Regions from separate parts of the Pan troglodytes genome. Here region 2 is linked to region 1. Evidence: chromatin contacts called from public HiChIP or PLAC-seq data. All regions are on one chromosome and are shown on one strand. The core of a region is the stretch at or near the end of the contact, and the rest is flanking DNA. Distances in the headings are between cores, read along the strand shown. Region 1 holds the start of H2BC12 (H2B clustered histone 12). Region 2 holds the start of H4C4 (H4 clustered histone 4).

Region 1 (2,700 bases), core at 8-2,507:
TTTATGGCTGTTTGACAACACTATTAATGTAATAGAATTATTACACTGGAGGCCGGGCGCTGTGGCTCACGCCTGTAATCCCAGCACTTTGGGAGGCCGAGGCGGGCGGATCACCTGAGGTCAGGAGTTCGAGACCAGCCTGGCCACCATGGTGGAACCCCCGTCTCTACTAAAAATACAAAAAACTAGCCGGTCGTGGTGGTGTGTGCCTGTAATCCCAGCTATTCGGGAGGCCGAGACAGGAGAATCGCTTGAACCTGGGAGGTGGAGGTTGCAGTGAGCCGAGATCGCGCCGCGCCACTGCACTCCAGCCTGTTGGAGACTCCATCTCAAAAAAAAAAAAAAAAAACCCACTGGAATTAGTAAATAGATTTCAGGGATTTGTACGTTTGATTTCACTTATTACCCCTGCTGAATAAGCTTCTCCGGAGTATCCTACAACAACTTGTGGGTCTTCATTGCCTTCCAGTGGGTTAATTTAGAAACATTGTAAAGAGTTGCTCCAGCCCAACCGCCAAAGAAGCGCTTTACAATGTTATCTAGCGAAGCAAACATGAAGTGAAACAAACATGACTGTGTCCAGCTTTCTCTAAGAGTGTAGAATGGCTCTGAAAAGAGCCTTTGTTTTCCAGTCCTCACAACCTCGCTCCTTATTTGGCCTTATGGTGGCTCTCAGTCTTCTTAGGCAGCAGCACGGCCTGGATATTGGGCAAGACACCACCCTGCGCGATGGTGACTTTGCCCAGCAGCTTGTTGAGCTCCTCGTCGTTGCGGATGGCCAGTTGGAGGTGACGCGGGATGATACGGGTCTTCTTGTTGTCGCGGGCCGCATTGCCAGCCAGCTCCAGGATCTCAGCGGTCAGGTACTCCAGCACCGCAGCCAGGTACACTGGCGCGCCGGCTCCAACCCGCTCGGCATAATTACCCTTGCGGAGCAGGCGGTGCACTCGGCCCACCGGGAACTGAAGCCCCGCCCGAGAAGAGCGGGTCTTGGCCTTGGCGCGAGCTTTACCGCCTTGTTTGCCACGTCCAGACATACTGGTCACAACTTACTGAAAGTAGCCAACGAGAAAAGGCAGCGCCTTTTATAAACACTATTGGGCGCGAAAAAGAAGATATGTCATTGGTTAGGGTTGCAGCTTAGTTTTAACCAATGGAAGTACGTCTTTTGGATTTGCAGATTGGGTTGATTGGGTATAACTAACCTCTGACGTCACCCTAATAACCACCAATCAGATACAGGACTTTAACTCTTCACCTTATTTGCATGAGAGGTCCTATATAAAAACGACTCCTGGCACCTTGCTCCCATTACTTCCCTTTTTCTCGATCTGCTGCTCGTCTCAGGCTCGTAGTTCGCCTTCAACATGCCGGAGCCAGCGAAGTCCGCTCCCGCGCCCAAGAAGGGCTCGAAGAAAGCCGTGACTAAGGCGCAGAAGAAGGACGGCAAGAAGCGCAAGCGCAGCCGCAAGGAGAGCTACTCCGTATACGTGTACAAGGTGCTGAAGCAGGTCCACCCCGACACCGGCATCTCCTCTAAGGCCATGGGAATCATGAACTCCTTCGTCAACGACATCTTCGAACGCATCGCGGGTGAGGCTTCCCGCCTGGCGCATTACAACAAGCGCTCGACCATCACCTCCAGGGAGATCCAGACGGCCGTGCGCCTGCTGCTGCCCGGGGAGTTGGCCAAGCACGCCGTGTCCGAGGGCACCAAGGCCGTCACCAAGTACACCAGCGCTAAGTAAACTTGCCAAGTAAGCGTCTTAAAGCCCAACCCCAAAGGCTCTTTTAAGAGCCACTTAAATTGTCGATATTAGAGCTGTAAACACGTGTTCCTAATCCAGGCTTAAATTCGGGCGATCTTTTTAAAGGGATTATTATGATCTTATCACACTGAGTAATGCGTGCAGTGCTTGTAATCGAGTCTGGCTAAGGAGAAGCCACATACACTTTGTTAGTACTGAGTGAGAAATATGGCGCCTAAAAAATTAGGGATGTGCAGGAAACTTGTGTTAACAGAAAGTGCTTCCTGGCTCTTGGCGCGAAAATGGATACTTCCGTTGTATCGAGTGCTGTGACTTCCTGTTAGAACTTGTTGAAAGCCTATTGTGTCACGTGTACTTTCCACCATGTAAAGACGTTCTAACGTGAGTTTATATATTAGTAAATTTGGTTCCTGATGGCGTTCCAGTACGTATGGCTTTCGCTCGAGCAGTTACCTTATTTAACCCCTTCTAGGCTGTACCCAGCTCTGCCTTGCTTTGCTTCCCCCTCACCCCCCGATTCCATCTCTGCAGCCCACGGGACATCGGGAAGATGCCAGACCACCAGGCAGGATAGTCTGAAAGGGTAAGGGGAGGAGCACAGCTTTTCTCATGAGTGAAGAAACGGAACATGAGATCATCACGGAGATTTTTGGAATAGTTTACTAGTTTTTAAGGCATGTTCAGCGTCAATTGATCCAATCAGTAATTTTTCCTGACAAGAAAGCTTATAGAAAAGGAAAATGAAAAGCAAGTAGATTCAGAGGGGAGACAACAGACTGAGACTAGAGACAGTCCGCCCCGAAGCAAGAAGTTGGAGTAGAGGAGAAGGGAACTTCCCCAGCAGCACAGGGTTTGAGCTAAGTGTTAGGTGGTGGGTTAGAAATAGGTGGTGGGTTTTATTGTGTGATTAGAGGCTAGAATGACTATGCCG
Region 2 (2,777 bases), core at 138-2,637, 960 kb after region 1:
CAAACAGCAAACAGCTGTGATAAACTTGGTTCTCCTCACAAGTCATGAAGGAAAAGCCAAATATTCCACCCAAACGACCTGGAACTTTTTATGGGGATTAATGATGAGTTAAGTTTTTAATTATTTATTATTTTGAGGAGTTCTCGAAATCAGATTTTAGCAAATTAGAATACTCTCTCTCATCCCTTTAGAAGGGTGAACCTTAAGGATAGGAATTGAAAACACCCACAATATTGTACTATACCATAATTAATGTTTAGTCATTGCTTATTTGGAATCTAGACACTATTCTAAGCATTTTGATAGGATTATCTGTTTCAACTTAACAAATACTTACAAGTTAGATTTTTAAAAATACATTTACAACAAGGAAACTTAGTGTAGCTTGCCCAGGGTCACCCCCACAGCATGTATGTCGAGCAGGCTGTCTCTATGATAGTTTGGAGGGATACTATGATGCCAATTTGCTAGAGTAATAGAATATGGTGAATGATGCAGTGCTAGCTACAATCTGTCCATGATTAAAGGCACAATCAAAGCATAAATTTTCATAAATTTCAGCCCAACAAGGTTTTCTTTTACAGATGTACATAGTCATGTTTTCAATCGGCCCTCAGTGATCTTATCCTAATTTGACCTCTAAATGTGTAACTTTCATATACTTTTAGTTCCCTCAGTAGCACTATCTAGCCTGCATGCCAAAGAGCCCTGCTTGGTTAACTAGGAATGCGTAAATCAATAAAAATAATCTCAGAGACAATAAAGATATGAGTTACTTAAAATACTTTGAAAGCACCTTATGGCCCGGCGCGGTGGCTCACGCCTGTAATCCTAGCACTTTGGGAGGCCGAGGCAGGTGGATCACAATGTCAGGAGTTCGAGACCATCCTGGCCTATGGTGAAACCCCGTCTCTACTAAAAAAATACCAAAATTAGCTGGGCATGGTGGCGGGCGCCTGTAACCCCAGCTACTTGGGAGGCTGAGGCAGGAGAATTGCTTGAATCCGGGAGGCAGAGGATGCAGTGAGCCTAGATTGTGCCACTGCATTCCAGCCTGGGCAACAGAGCAAGAACCCGTCTCAAAAAAAAAAAAAAAAAAAGCACCCTGTGAGGGAAACAGTACTAATTATTTGATATTCTGGGAAAAGTGGGGGACAACTGTCAGGCTTCTTTGTCGAAAGTTTATGAACTGATGGCTCAGTTAATGGCTGCAAGTATAGTGTATATATATATATATATGTATATATATACACGTGTATACCTAGGAGTATTTATTAAATCCCAGCTGAGGCTCTTTTGTTGCCTCAGGCCCCTCCTGGTCTCCTCCAGTCTGAGCAAGGGAGAATTGCACAGAAGGGCGGGAACTGACTGTGGTTCCCGCCCCTTCTCATGAGGTTTTCAAACAGGTCCGTCATGTTATTATAAAAGTGCTGCGTGGCTGTGCCAGACGTATTGCGTTACAGATTTAACAGCTGTACTTTCAAGATGTCTGGCCGCGGGAAGGGCGGAAAGGGTCTAGGTAAGGGTGGCGCCAAGCGTCACCGTAAGGTATTGCGTGACAATATTCAAGGAATCACCAAACCCGCTATCCGCCGCCTGGCTCGCCGCGGCGGCGTCAAGCGTATTTCTGGCCTCATTTATGAGGAAACTCGCGGAGTGCTGAAAGTTTTCCTGGAAAATGTAATCCGCGATGCTGTCACCTACACGGAACACGCCAAACGCAAGACAGTCACAGCCATGGACGTGGTGTACGCGCTCAAGCGCCAGGGACGCACTCTTTATGGCTTCGGCGGCTGAACTTACCTCTACAGTACACTACCGCAAAACCAACGGCCCTTTTCAGGGCCACCTATCCACTCAGCAGAAAGAGTAGTAGTCACTGCTAAAAATGTAGTTTCACGTGTTTAGTAGCTTCGGTTTTCAAGTTAAATGGTCTTATTTCGCCTTGGCTTCATATCTTACTGGCCAGTGAGGATAGTGTATTAAAGTTTATTTTCACTCTTGCTGTGTCGCCCATGCTGGAGTAATCAATGGCGCGATCTCGGCAATCTGCAGTCTCCGCCTCCCGGGTTCAAACGATTCTTGTGCCTCAGCCTCTTGCGTAGCTGGGGCAACCGGCTTGCGCCACCAACACCCGGCTAATCTTTGTATTTTTTGCAGCGATGGGTTTTCGCCATGTTTCCCAGGCTGGTCTTGAACTCAAGCTCAAAAGAGATTTCCCTCCTCCGCCTCCGAAAGTGCTGGGATTACAGGCGTGAGCCACCACGCTTGGCCTGTGTTTTCTGTATTTCTGTAAAGAAACATGGCAAACTGCCGCTAACATTCTTCATGGCTATCAGAGAAACAAGGTAGCAAAGATTGTAGCTGCTGGAGAAACAAGGTAGCAAAACCTGTATCTCAGAAGGCAAGTGGTAAAGGCTGATGCTGCCGTGAAGAATAGTGAAAAAAATGGAGGTAGTTACTAGTTCCTACCAAGGCATTGTTATATGAAAGGAAGACAAAATGGCATTCAGATGGTTATTGGTGTGGGGGGATGGGAGGTGTGTTGGAGGCACTTGACTGGCAAATACATTCTTTAAAGAAGAGAGTAGTAATTACCGTGGGAGAAACAACCATGAAAGTACACAAGATTCAACATTTTTTAGTGGAATGGTGAGAGGCCAACTTGTTTGGTTCTGTTCCTCTGAGCTGCCTTCCATCCAGATCTACTGATTTTCTATTGTTGAATTTAAAAGGACTTTTTATTTATGTACCCGTGGCCAATTTAAAGGTATGTT

Evidence for each region. HiChIP or PLAC-seq counts read pairs in DNA pulled down with a chosen protein or histone mark.
Region 2: a contact with region 1 is called in an H3K4me3 HiChIP or PLAC-seq map of stem cell-derived excitatory neurons, with 3 times the contacts expected there. The contact joins the promoter of H4C4 here to the promoter of H2BC12 in region 1. A contact is called at or near these places in 1 of 7 Hi-C or Micro-C datasets (induced pluripotent stem cells) and 1 of 1 datasets of contacts at active chromatin or transcription factors (stem cell-derived excitatory neurons).

The regions. Positions count from the first base shown.
Region 1 is chr5:33,112,556-33,115,255 of NHGRI_mPanTro3-v2.0_pri, reverse strand. It overlaps H2BC12 (H2B clustered histone 12), which reads left to right and starts at 1,257. Exons shown (of 2, transcript XM_518295.8): 1 at 1,257-1,757. The coding sequence starts at 1,368. The coding sequence ends at 1,748. H2AC12 (H2A clustered histone 12) reads right to left here and starts at 1,107. Exons shown (of 1, transcript XM_063812257.1): 1 at 530-1,107. The coding sequence starts at 1,037. The coding sequence ends at 651.
Region 2 is chr5:32,156,428-32,159,204 of NHGRI_mPanTro3-v2.0_pri, reverse strand. It overlaps H4C4 (H4 clustered histone 4), which reads left to right and starts at 1,387. Exons shown (of 1, transcript XM_009450636.5): 1 at 1,387-2,003. The coding sequence starts at 1,486. The coding sequence ends at 1,797. It overlaps H3C4 (H3 clustered histone 4), which reads left to right. Exons shown (of 3, transcript XR_010157591.1): 3 at 1-1,081.